3 separate regions of the Gossypium hirsutum genome follow, and regions 2 and 3 are each linked to region 1. Evidence: chromatin contacts called from public Hi-C data. All regions are on one chromosome and are shown on one strand. The core of a region is the stretch at or near the end of the contact, and the rest is flanking DNA. Distances in the headings are between cores, read along the strand shown.

Region 1 (4,561 bases), core at 943-3,442:
ATCAAATTCTATAGTTTTCGAATTTTGAAATTTTAGCCTTGATGCAAATGACAATCGTTAACCATTAACTGAATTTTTAATGCATAATATGTGGAAATAACAAGCTGATATGACATTCACATATGATACCATGTTTGATGCATCAAATTTTGGAAATAGTAGAACTTAATGAATTTAACAGTTACCGTTTGGTGATGAGTTAAATTTTAAAATTTGAAAAGGATTGAAAATGACCATATTAAAGTATAGGGACTAAATCCAGAACTTTCACAAAGTACAGGGACTAATAATAGAATTTAACTTTCTGTAAAACTCTGGTAAAGGGAAACTAGAATAAACAAAGCCCAATAAGAAACTTAATGGAACAGTTCGGAATAAATAAAGAGTACGATAAAGCAAAGATAAAGGAACTTACCTTAACATAGAAAGGACCCAAGCGGATTAACATCTCACGAAACTGAAAGAATGTAAAAAATACAATAAGCTTGTTGTAACCAAAAAAAAAGAAAAAAAAAAGAGGAAATAGGAAATTATGATAGTTTCAGCAAAACCATTGGCCAAATAACATGAAATTGCAACACGAAAGCAAGCAAACTTCTAGTACAAAGTCAGCCAGATTATGCTAAGGTTTCGATGTTTTACTCTGCTCTCATATTGGATGAATATAGCATGCAAGAATAATAGAACCAATTCAAGTTATTAAACAGAACATGTTTAAGAATAAAATTCATATAATACCTTCACAGCACGCTCTTTTATGTCTCGAAAAAAGAATTGCCAAATGGTCAACTTCAATACATGAAATGAAATGATAGCTGCTCTATACAAAGCCAGAAATGGGCCAAATCGGTATACAGCAGAAACACTTGTTGAGCTGTGCGTCCCAACAGTATGCCCAAATTCACTTTCCAATGATTCTTTCCTCAGCTTAGCATACTCTGCAGAAGGCCTCTCACCGTGCACACTGGCAAAACCTGTTGAAAACCTGCACAAAAAAGGTAAAAAAAACAAATGTTAGAGACACTCCACATTCACCAGACCAATTTATTACATAACCCAATTCCAAGCAGCAAAATTTAGTGGTAAATATGAATGCACTTACAGATGTTGTTGCAACAAGTATAATCGATGCCTGGTATCCATCTGAACTTCCGGAGAAACAGAATAACGCAGCATAGTTCCAACATGTCTATTATGGTTTACAGCTGCAAGCAGTATAAGTAATCAACTAATATAAAAAGTAACATCCACATATACTCAAGGTCGTAAGAACATTACTAAATGAACAACCGAAGGTAAAACAAATATGACCAACAAAATATTACTTCCGGGAAGTTCCAGAAATGCCCAACTCGGTGCTATAAAAGTGCTTCACAATCCTAAAACTTAAATTATCAGGATAATACTAGCATCGAAGAAAATTAAGCACAGTGCAGCAATAGGAAATCAAAGAACAATTGATATTAATGTTGATAGAATAATAAGCGGGGACGGAAAAGGAAAGACTAATAGAAAGGAAGAATGATACCAGTGGAGAGCAATGTGAGACGGCGATGACGGTTGAGAGTAGCGAAGACATTCCTCATTGAGCGAACGGTACAAAGGAAAGCGAAAGAAGTCGAGCACCTACCTAAGATTTGAGTCGTGCTCACAACTTGTTTGTGAAAATGCGTCTTTGAACGAAGCTTGTGATTGGGACCAGGTTACGAAACTTTTTCTATATTTTTTTCTTCCGATTGTAGAAATGTTGCCACGTTATATGTCTACATGAAGCAGCTACCATTAACCAACCGCCAACCGCCTTATACGTATTATTTGTTAAATAGAGAAAAAATTTGAATGTTAAACTATTCTCTACGTACCTAAATATTTTCTATATTTAAAAGTTAAAATATTTAATTTTTCAAATTTAAAATTTTAAAAATTTGCATCTAATTATTATCATCATTAAAAAAATTTATTAAATCTTTTGGTATAAGTTTTTGAAATTAAAATAGTTTATTTGGTAGTTATATAATAATAGAAATAAAGTTGAAAATATTAATTAAGGTTTAAAAAAAATACTCATTCAAACTTGTCATGATAAAATAATTTTTTTATATCAATAATTAAAAATATTAACTATTTAGATTTACTAATGATATTATAAAAGAAGATTGATCAAATTATGTCAAAACTAAAATATATTGATTACATCTCAAATTTCAACCTAAAGGCCAAATTTGAAATTTGATCATCTGTCTTATAATGTAAAAAGTAAAATAAAGAAAAAAGAAAAAAAAAGCAGCACAAACTTAAAAGAAAAAAGCCACATGTTAGTCTCGAAAAGTTCTCAAGGCATTTAAATTGTGTATAACTATGTAATATTTTAATCAAAAAGTTTACAATATTAACTATTTGGACTAATTAATAACATTATAAGAATATAAATACCCAATTATGTTAGAAATTAAAGCATAGAGATTAAATCTCAAAACTAAACATAATAGAAGAATTAAGAATAAAAGTTAACAATATTTCTAAAATGTAAAAAAGAAAAGAAGGGAAAAGAAAAGCATCCGACATGTCATCTTTGGACCTTCCTTTTATATAGTTGATAGATATTAGACACCTCCACTCTAGCCTCCAACTTCAAATTTCAATCCGATCCAATTGAACTTCAGTTCAATCAAATCCAATTTAACCATAAAAAGAATCGACAATCTGAATGAGCTCACATAATTTGTAATGACTCGAATTCAAAAAGAGTCTAACACAAAGTAATTTGATATGCAATGAGCTTAGCACGAATTTGTATTCAAATCAACAGTAATTTTGGAAAAGAAACCCTCATAATTAGAGGTATTCATGAGCAAAGCTAGATTAGGTTTAAGTCGAGTTTAAGTATAACATTAACACACTTTATATTTATTCAAGTCTAGTTCGACCTAAAATATGAGTTTAAAATTTTACCTAAACTTGCCCATACTTGTAAATGGTTAATCTAAGCCGATTTTAACCCGCTCATATCATATTAAATTTTTGACAAATATTTATATTACTTATAATTCAAGTTTAATAAATTTATATATTTTCTCATTTATTGAAATTCTATACCTAGTCAACTTAATTTTTTTAATGTTTACATTATCGTTTATATATTATTATAGATTTAATTTTTTTATGTGTTCTAAATTACATAACATATTACAACATAAACCATCGAAGGGATCTACTGTCACCACCACGAACTTTCGCTGCCGCCACAGTTGACGTCGTTGTCATCTTCAGACCGCCGCTGACCACTATGGACTATCATTGAGTTGCCTCTGGCCACTATCGGGCACCATCGAACTGTGGTCGGGTCACCACCAACCACCGTCAGCCATCACCAACTACTGTAAGGCCATCGCCGTCAACGACCACCGTCAGTCTTTTGCCAGTTGGTTGGGTTGGGTTTGTGTCGTCTTAATCAATCTTGGATGCATCCTGGTTCTCCGAGTTTTGCCAAAAAAATTGGTTACATAAGACTTATGTTCATTTTCGACTCACGTGAATTATTCTAAAAATTAAATAAAACCTACATGGAGATGATAGTCCACGATCTAATTACATATCCCAAAAATTATTAAAATAATAATTACAACCACTTTAATTTATAGGAATCACAATTTTGGCAAAATTATTTTATCATATAAATAATAAAATAATATAAAACATTCATTCATAAATGTAACGCAAAACATGCTAATAATTATAAGAATGTCACATCTTATAAAAAATTAACCAAACATGAAGATGAGAGAAAATTTTGGTATCAATTTATACTACAAACATAGCACAACCTGGCTTTGATACCGATTGTTGGAAAAATCCGATTTAATAAATGGTTTTGTGTCACAGCAAAAAACTAAAATTTTAAAAATCAAGCTGGTTTGTGGTATTTGTAACAATAAGCTTTTCCTGAAAAGTACAAGTGCTTTGTGCTAGACAGATCCTTTCCATTTTCGGCTTTCAACCGAATGGTCTTCTCCGCTATTCTTGTACCATGAATCGCTTCAAGTGTGGGCTCAAACAATCACGAACCAAACATAGAATCATAAATAATTTTCTTCCTTTCAGTAAGAAAGTTAATCTCTCTCTATAAAAACCAACAGAATTATTATTCTCGAAAAATAAAATTTTTACTTAGAAATAATTTCTCACTTTCAGGCAAAATAACAATATCTCAAAGTTGTATATGACTTGTGTATATAGCCTTACCGGTGTTATCTATTTATAGGGAGAAATAGAAAAATCCTAGTTGAATTAGTAAAATACATATAATACTTATCTGATAGAAAAACTAGTCCCCTAATTTTACTAGGAGAGAGGTGATAAGTGCTAAAAGCAACATGTTTTAACCTCATTCTTAACGCATTTTTGGGTGATTATCTGATGTTAATTGTGAATTTTATACTCCTAATCCTTTAAATTCATGTTTTAGTGCTTAATATAACATTTGGGAGCAAAAGGAGCAAAAAACGAGCAAAAACCAGAGCGTCGGAACAAGTTGAAGGAGTCACACGGGCTACACCTTTTC
Region 2 (4,561 bases), core at 1,117-3,616, 290 kb after region 1:
TTGCCCTCAGAATACGAAGTGGAACATGTTGCATCAGCGGATGTACACTGATAATAATGTCTGGCTGGTATTTCATCAACCCTTTGGCAACCTCTCTAGTAATAAGAACATAAAATAACAGAATTGGATAAATATAAGACACAAGCATGCATGTATTGTAATTTGTTGCAAGGATAAAAGTTTACAAGAATGGCAAAACAAATCATATGAGACTGATTTGTTGCAAGAATGACATACTTGATTCTGTTTCATTTGCATATCATCTTACATTAGATCAACAGGGAGGAAACAGTCATCAATAGAAACTTGTTGAATGGTGACTACGTACAAATCACAGCATAGTTAATTGTTATACCAGCTTGGGAAACATGCCACAGTCCAATAGAACTGAGGCTATAGCCTAAAAAAGGCAGAAGGCATGCAAAACCAAAACCTCCTACATCACCAGCTAACAGCTAAGGAGCATACCACCTAGCACAACATGTAGCTTTCAAGAACTGACAGCCTTGCTAGGAAGGACCCTGATACAGCTCAGGCTGCAGGGCCAACAAAAATGGCCACTGGACATAGCTGCCAAGCCAAGCCAAGACAAAAGAATAACCAACCACCATGCAACAGGCAGCCCCAAGGCTAGGTATAAATACCCAAGTACCAACTCCCTCTCTCTTACTTCCTCTCTGCTAGCTTGCTTTACCCATTACACTATCTCGTTTTCTAACTTAAGCATCAAAGAGCATTCTGGAGCACTGATGCCCGAAGGCTAGGTATAAATATCCAAGTACCAAATCCCTCTCACACTTCTTCTCTGCTAGCTTAAGCTCTTTTTTTATCCATTACACAATCTCCTTTGCTAACTTAAGCATCAGATAGCACTCTGGAGCACTGATGCCCCAAGGCTAGGTATAAATATCCAAGTACCAACTCTCTCTCACACTTCTTCTCTGCTAGCTTAAGCTCTTTTTTTATCCATTACACAATCTCCTTTGCTAACTTAAGCATCCGATAGCACTCTGGAGCATTGATGCCCCAAGGCTAGGTATAAATACCCAAGTAACTCTCTCTCACGATCTACACTCTCTCATACTTCTTCTCTGCTAGCTTAAGCTCTTGCTTTACCTGTTACAAAATCTCCTTCCCTGACTTAAACATCATAGAGCGCTCCGGAGCATTGACACCACCCCAACTCACATGTACTTTGCTATAAGCTTTAGCAACAAAAGTCCATCACCAAGAGGACTCCAACATAAATAATATAGGAAAACAATCTAAAAACATCTCACCTTGCTATGAACGTCGAAGTTGCAGCAAAATTTGATTGATGAATTACCCGAGGAGCGGTTCCATAATAAGTCATTCTCCACAATGATCCATGTTTGACCAAGAAGTTATAGCTCTTTGGCAATTGATTAAATGGCCAGGGTGTATGATCGGACCACAAATCAGTAACAAACACCTGCAATATAACACCAATCTTGACATACAGAACAAAAGTACACTAAAAACGTATGCACCCATTATCTACTAATTCTTCAATCAATTTTCCAAGAAACTGCAGAAACATAAAGATAAATAAAACTGAAATATGCCTATATTGATACCAAAAAAAAATGAAATGAAATGAAATTTCTCAATTTCTACTTTTGCCCAATGCCCACATTTTCTTTGCATCCAAACAAAAAGGAAACTGACCTGATAATCGTCTCCAAATTCCTCCATAAAAGCAGCCTTAATAGCTTCAGCGGAAGCTCTATGACCCCCACCAGTATCACTCATCAAAATCAAAACTTTTTTGGGGGCCTCAGCTTCGACTCCATTTAAAGGCAAACCTTCAACCTCCAAAACACCGCCACCGTCATCCCTCACTCCATTGCTATCCTCGGAACCGACCCGAACCGAAGCAAACCCGATCGGGATTCTTTCACAATGAAACTTAATCGCTCTATTGAACTCGTTCATGATCCTCCCAACGCTCGAAGAAACGCCGTTTCGAGCACCCAAACTGAGCGAAGCAACAGCTATAACTCTACGCCTTTTATGAGCAATCGAGCCTCTGAACCCCGAGAAATACACGTAATTTGGCTTGAATGAAGAAAACCCATCAGAATTCGAGCTGTAAAAGCTCTTTTTGAAAGCTAAGTGACCCGTTTGCGTAACGAGATCAATGGCAGAGCCAGATTCTTGGGTAACCTTTGAAGGGTTTTGCATTTTGGGAAGTTTTTTTGGCTAGTTGCAGAGTTATGATGATGATGAGAAAGAAACTGAAACAATTTTAAACCATGATAGTTTTTGTTTCGAATAACAGCCAAAGTTCATTTATTTATATGGAAAAAAGTAGGTGACAGTGATGGAATCTAAAGGTGATTTCGTAACCGCAGAAACTGAGATAGGGAATGCCTTTGTACTTAGTGCTCTGATAGTAACCGGATCCACTTTTCCTGGGTTGCCCAACTTAGCTCTCGTTTTGGTTTGTGGTTAAATTTTAGGGTTAATATATTATTTCACACTTCAATTTTCTTTTCTCCTAGTTTGGCTTTAATATTTAATTTATTATTTAAGTTTTCTGTTCCAATTAAGTACTATGTTTTATTATTAGAGCACAAGTACCAAACATTTATTGGGCCACATTGTGCTATTTCGTTGGGTACCAAATTGTATATTGAAATCAAATTAATGTACTAAATTGATAAAGAAAAAAATTTAGGTACCAAATTAAACATTGAAGGCAAACTAAGACACAAGATGACATGATGCCATTCAAGTGTATGCAATATCTGTAAAGTTAAAAAAAACATTAATTTTTCTATTCATTTTGAGATAACTTAACCAAAAATACAAGTTTAAAGGCGAAAAGAAGTGAAAAACTAAATAGAAGACTAAAATATTTTATTTTAATAAAATTGGAAGAATTATTATGCCTTGAACATTTAATTGCGTTTATTTTGAACATGTATCCCAACTCTTTATCAATATTTATAGTTTCACCCCTAATTTGAGTTTAATATTGAAAAGTATAATGAGATTAATATAGGAAGTACGTAAATTAAATTAAATCTATTACCTACACAGAATAAGAAATTGGGATTTGATTTGTACTCAAGTAGCGTTTCTTGTTTGGCCCTCGTCGCACTCAATGTAAAGAAGCCATATAAGTCCACGTCAGAACCGACCATTTAAATTGATTAAATTCTTTGGCAGGTTGTCGTATTTTAGATTAAAATGTAAATTAGGGTATATGCTTTTAATAAATTATTTTTCCTCTTTTTAAAAAGAAGGGATTATCCAATGTTAAATATGATGTCAATCATATTTTAATGTTCAACTTAAAGTGATGTATATTTTATTTTTTTGTATTTTTTATATATTTGAAATTCATTTATTCTTTTATTTTAAGAAACATAGTTTTTTTTTTCTATATTTAAGGATACAAGCCTAATTGTTAAATCATTAAAAACTTTTATTGAATTCAAGTTGATTACAACGTAAATTTTTTGTTACATGATTATTAAGTGAGTGTTTTTTATTTCAAAATATCACACCAATAAATTTAATAAAAGAATTTTAATAGCTCAGTTGGTATCAATATTATTGCTAGTGAAGGAGGATGTGAGTTCAAAAGTTTTGAAATGTGTTTATTCTTCTCTTTAAAAGTTAGGAGAGATTATGAATATTTTTAGATATTTTATAATAAAAAATTGAAACTACATTTTAAAATTTAAAAAGTAAAAAAATTTAATTTTATAAACATAAGAATATAAGTATTAAACTTCAAATATATAACGAGTAGATAAACTTAAATATTTTAACCTTTTTACTTATTTATATTTCTACCCGTAATGTAAAATTACTAAACTCAAATGAACCCTAGAGGCCTAAGACATATAGTAGATAAAATTTAACCCTGTACGACATTGCATATGACAAATTGACATTATTTTCCCCGCTTCGATGATTGATGGGCTACCTGAATTTTTTTACATCTGCTTCTTTTAAGGTTATATATAGATTAGAATGGTAAAAAATTAAAAATCGGGCCAAATAATTAGATTATTGAATCGAATTAGAATTTTATTAATTTATTAATTATCATTAAAATAATAATTAAATGATGATATCATCAGTTTTATTATCAATCCAGTTTTTAAAATATTGGTTATTTAAGAGTTTTATTGGATGGATTTATCCATTTATATTAAATTATCACACATTTACCATGTAAGTAAAAGTATATTTACTAAAATATTATATAAAAAACCAAATTAATTTTTTGGTAAAATGGTGAATTTGAAGGTTTAAAAATTATAATATTTAAGTTCAAATACCATTACGTTATTAGAATAAATTTGGATAAACTTATAAACATGGTAACATCCAAATAATACAAATCTAAATAACTACAAACAAAATCAAATCATTACAAGCACAAACATACTAATAATGAAAATACATATCTGAACTATAAAATCGGAAAATAACCCACGTATGATAAAACTTGAACCTAAATAAGCCAATGGCTTGTTCATTGCACTTTTTGAAACAAATAATTATATATTTTCCACTACTA
Region 3 (4,561 bases), core at 651-3,150, 280 kb before region 1:
TGAATTTGAAATTCGCACATAAAGCACCAATCATTGCGTCTGCCTGGAGAATGGAAATAAAAAATATAAAGGTCACATGCTGTTCAAGAACCTAGAGATGAAAACCTATTAGCTCTAGTTTCTCAACTTACATTCTTTCCGATGGCCTTTCTCCAACAAGTAAGCAACAAGCGGTCGAGTGGAAACAAGGCATTGCAGAACAACATTAGCGAAGCAACTGCAGAAACAAACAGGAAAAGATAAACCAAATAGAGATGGAACACAAACTGATCTAATCTAATCATATGTAAAGAAGGCTTCAACTAGAAGAATTAATAAGCATGGTAAAAATGAACCTGTTTCCACAATTTAAGAGTCCACATGGAGGGAATCCTGGTTTCTCCCAGTTGAAAAGCTTTACAAACTCATCGTATGGGAAAAGAACCTGAAAATTTTGAATATGAATTTCATATTTACTTATATTGGTTTTACAAAGGGCCAAAAGATTAACCTTTCTCGGTTTCTTGATAATCTTAGAGGTTCCACTGACAGGAACCAGAGCAACTCCTGAAAACGGTTTGGTGGTTGTAGTTTGTGTTGAATTTACTTTGCACTTTGTCTTATGCCCATCCTTCCAGTCCACCTGTTGGCAGGCTGAGGAGCTGAAAAATGAAGCAAACATAAAGATTAAACCATCCACTTGATAGAAGAATTTATGTAACCATAAGTTGACGAACTTATAGGTTCGCAAATCATAGCCCACAGGCCTGTAATCTGACACGTCTCATTTTCTAATACCAGAAAGCAAATGCAGAACTTTTAAAGTCAAGGCAGCACCGGGAGAAAGGGGGCCTTTGTTAAGTTAAGCAAATATAACTACAATCAAGGCATCTTTTTGTATAATTGACTGATAGACTGATCAAAATTTCAACACTGAACTAGCTGGGCATTCAGTTTATTGACATAATCAGTGTCAATAAGTAGGCTCAACCTAGATTAAGCACAACAGTACGTTTATAAAGAAAAAAAATTCAAGCCAAATGCTTTATTAAAAGAAGAAGCTAAATTCCTGGAAAACGTTCTAACATCGACAACAAAAACACTTCTTTCTAACCCATAATTAACAAACCAAACTAATAAAAAGCAAAGTAAATTAAGAAAACTAAAATAGATAAAGAAAACCCACGAATGTCAACAATAAGCACTTAAACCACTGTGTCGAGAAACGCCACCAGTAAATAACAGTTAGAGAAACGCCACCAGTAAATAACAGTTAGAGAAACTTCAAAAAGCAGTTAATCACTAAGATGCTTACGAGTATTAAAAACATAGAAAAATAAATAAATAACCTTTTTTATCTTCTTTTTTTTTTACTTTTCGATAATCCCGAAACGTTAAAGAAACAGCTCAAACAATATTAACAACAGCAATTAACAGCCAAAAAAAAAAGCAATCAAGGAGTACGATCATACAAGGACAACGAATTCTTCTGGAGAAAAAAAAAGGCGTGCGTACCAATAACGAACGGATTTGCAACGAGAGCACTTCTTGAAGGCGGGATTAGAGCATACGGCGCAAGGGAAGTGATCGGCGTCCATGGGGATGGAAGGCATTGGTTGGTCCCGATCGAAATTGGCGTCGACCTCGAAGTATTTCGACGCCGTGTTCTTCAGCAAGCGAAGAGACACAAATGCGAAAATGAAGAGCGTGAAAATGAATTGCAGGAACCAATTCAGATCCAACGTTATTCCGCCGACATGCATCTACACAGCCTTCTCGATCCCGGTTCTAGGGTTTTTCTTCATCGATTTCTTTTTTATTTTTTATTTTCCTTTCTGTGCCACTCTATCACAGTTCCCCTTTACCAATTTTATCTTTTCTTTTATTTTTTTTTAATTTAATTACTCTATTTCTCTCGAAACCCCTAAGCCAAAATTAGCAAACCCATTCCCTATTTAACAGGATATTTATTTTCTTTTTTCTTTTTTCTTTTTAATTCTCCACAAGTGTATCTAATTTCTAAAGTACTAGTAAGTAATAATAATTATTGATATTGTGATAAAAATTTATAAATAATTGTGTTAATTAAATTTCGATTGTGCACTCAAATTCATTTTATTTTTTAAATAAATTATATTATTTATATAATTTTTTAATATATTTTAATAATTTTTAAGGTGAGTTGGTATCCGATTGATTTATCCCAACAATTCAATTAAAGATTTAAATTTATATGATTTATATGATAGTATAGATACATGTGTATATATTATAAATATTTTTATGTTCATAGTTGCTTTTGTATCTCTTTTGTTAAATATATACATATTTAAGTAGATTATATTATTAAGGGTAACCTAAATTTATAGCCACTTTAAAATAGTGTTTGTCCTATTTTGATTATTTTAAACTTTTTTCTTAATAATCACTCTAAATAAAATAATTGTGTGAATTAGTCACTGTTGTTAAAATTTTTTGTTTTCTTTTAACAGAATACTGATGTGGCACAATAGCGCATTGAGTGATTGACATGTGGTATTTTTTATTTGACTTTTGATTAAAGTTTAAAGATCTCTCTATAAAGTTTAAGGGGAAAAGGTTTTGGACTAATTAAAGGGAGGTCCCTAAACTTTAGTAAAAAATCAACAAGAAAATGTCATGTGGCAGTCATTTAATGTGCTAATGTGCCACGTCAATAATTTGTTAAAAGAAAATGAAAATTTTAACGGCTATGATTAATTCACACAATTATCTTATTTAAAATACTTAAATTAAAAAAATAAAATGACCAAAATAAGACAAATCCTATGGATGTAGTTTTTGTAATAAGTTAATATAAAGTAGTCTACAAATCAAGTGATACTATATATAACCCTTCTTTTAACAAGTGACGTGAATGGTTTTTTTATGCAATTAACTTAAAAGAAATAATTATTTACAAAAATAATCCTAGTCAAATTTATGTACGAAAATTATATGTTCTCTACAGTGACCACCAGTGCCACCTGACATACTGGCGACATCGCCCCCTTATCATTAGCCAATCAATGACTTTTTAAAAAAATTTTGGATACCACCACCGTGTTAGGTGGTACCAATATGTAATTTTTCAAATATTCATTACAAATACGGATATTCAAGGAGGGAAAAATGAGAGTAGAAAGAAAGAGATATAAGAGAAATATAAAAGGATGAGAGAGAAAGAGACATGGGAGAAAGATAGAGGGATGAGAGAAGAAAAGTCAAATATGAGAAAGGAAAGAGAATAATAAATATTTAGAATAAAAATATGAAAGGGAATTGAATATTTTATGAAAAATAAAGAATCAAATATAAAAGAGGAAAGAGAATAACATATATGGAAAATAAAGAATCAGATATGGAAAAAAAAAAAGAAAATAACAAATACGGAAATATGTATTTTTCATAAAATATTAAATACCCTTTTATATCTCTATTTTTCATATATATTATTCTATTTCCTTTCTCATATTTGATTATCTATTTTCAATATATGTTATTCTCTTTCCTTTTTCCATTCAAATTTCTCTTCTTTTTCTCAATTGAAAGCTTTAATCGTTGTACTTAATAACCACCAATTTTTTCATTTACAGTATCCTTTCGTACCGATTTCAAGACTAAAAAAGAGATTTCCTTCTTCTCATTGAATTTTATAGTTCAGATCTCCTAGTAGCCCAGCTCCAAATGTTTTAAAACAATAACTAAAGCTTTGAACTATTTTTTCTACAATGTTTTTTTTTAAATATCACTGGTGCCACCTAAAATGATGAGGAAACCTAAAAATATATATATTTTTAAAAAATTTCAACGGGTGCCGCCTGACAGCCTGACGACACTCATTAAATTTTTTTTCTTTTTTTTTTCCTTCCTGAATACCCATATTTTTAACAAGTATTTTGAAAAAATACATACTAGTGTTGAGTTGTTTGACACAATGATGACACCCACAAAAATTATGTTAAAAAAAAGATGATTGATTAATTATGAGGGGGCGGTGCTACCTATGTGTCAAGTGACACCGACGATCACTGTAGAAAACAGATCATTTACGTACATAAGTTTTAACTTAAGTTATTTTCATAAATAATGAATTATTTTGGTTAGTTAAATAAAAAAACTTGACATAAATAAATGATTACAATAAATACAATTTTAATATAAAGTGAATTCGCGGGAAAATCAAAGGGTAAACATTAGTGCATTTAAATTTAAAAAATATATAAAATTATAAGTTATTATAATAATGAAATTTCATTTTTAACCTTTAAAAATGTATAGTTCAATTTTAGTTCTCCAAAAATTATCTTTTAGCTTTTGTTTTGATTTTTTTTTAAAAACTCAAATACTCATCGTAGAAGCAATTTATTATTAACACATCACGATTCAAACTCATAACTTAAGTGATAAAATGAACATTTATAATCACTAAACTAAACAATAGAATTCTAAATTTTACCCTTGATTATATCCACAATATGAAATAAAATTCTAGAGGCAATTTTTTTTATTCACAATATTCATATTTAAAAGCAACGGTGAATTTAATAACCTAAAAATGAAA

Evidence for each region. Hi-C and Micro-C count contacts between places; a contact is called where the count stands out from the background.
Region 2: a Hi-C map of leaf shows a contact between it and region 1, with 2.1 times the contacts expected there. The contact joins the promoter of LOC107901653 here to the promoter of LOC107901647 in region 1. A contact is called at or near these places in 12 of 34 Hi-C or Micro-C datasets (callus, hypocotyl and leaf).
Region 3: a Hi-C map of leaf shows a contact between it and region 1, with 2.7 times the contacts expected there. The contact joins the promoter of LOC107901643 here to the promoter of LOC107901647 in region 1. A contact is called at or near these places in 2 of 34 Hi-C or Micro-C datasets (hypocotyl and leaf).

Annotation. Positions count from the first base shown.
Region 1 is chrD06:25,710,948-25,715,508 of Gossypium_hirsutum_v2.1, reverse strand. It overlaps LOC107901647, which reads right to left and starts at 2,192. Exons shown (of 14, transcript XM_016827722.2): 1 at 1,529-2,192; 2 at 1,103-1,205; 3 at 739-985; 4 at 416-457. The coding sequence starts at 1,586.
Region 2 is chrD06:25,420,110-25,424,670 of Gossypium_hirsutum_v2.1, reverse strand. LOC107901653 (monogalactosyldiacylglycerol synthase, chloroplastic) reads right to left here and starts at 2,366. Exons shown (of 8, transcript XM_016827729.2): 1 at 1,690-2,366; 2 at 1,281-1,453; 3 at 1-95. The coding sequence starts at 2,205.
Region 3 is chrD06:25,992,231-25,996,791 of Gossypium_hirsutum_v2.1, reverse strand. LOC107901643 (ubiquitin carboxyl-terminal hydrolase 18) reads right to left here and starts at 1,900. Exons shown (of 11, transcript XM_016827717.2): 1 at 1,495-1,900; 2 at 491-641; 3 at 336-424; 4 at 132-217; 5 at 1-43. The coding sequence starts at 1,742.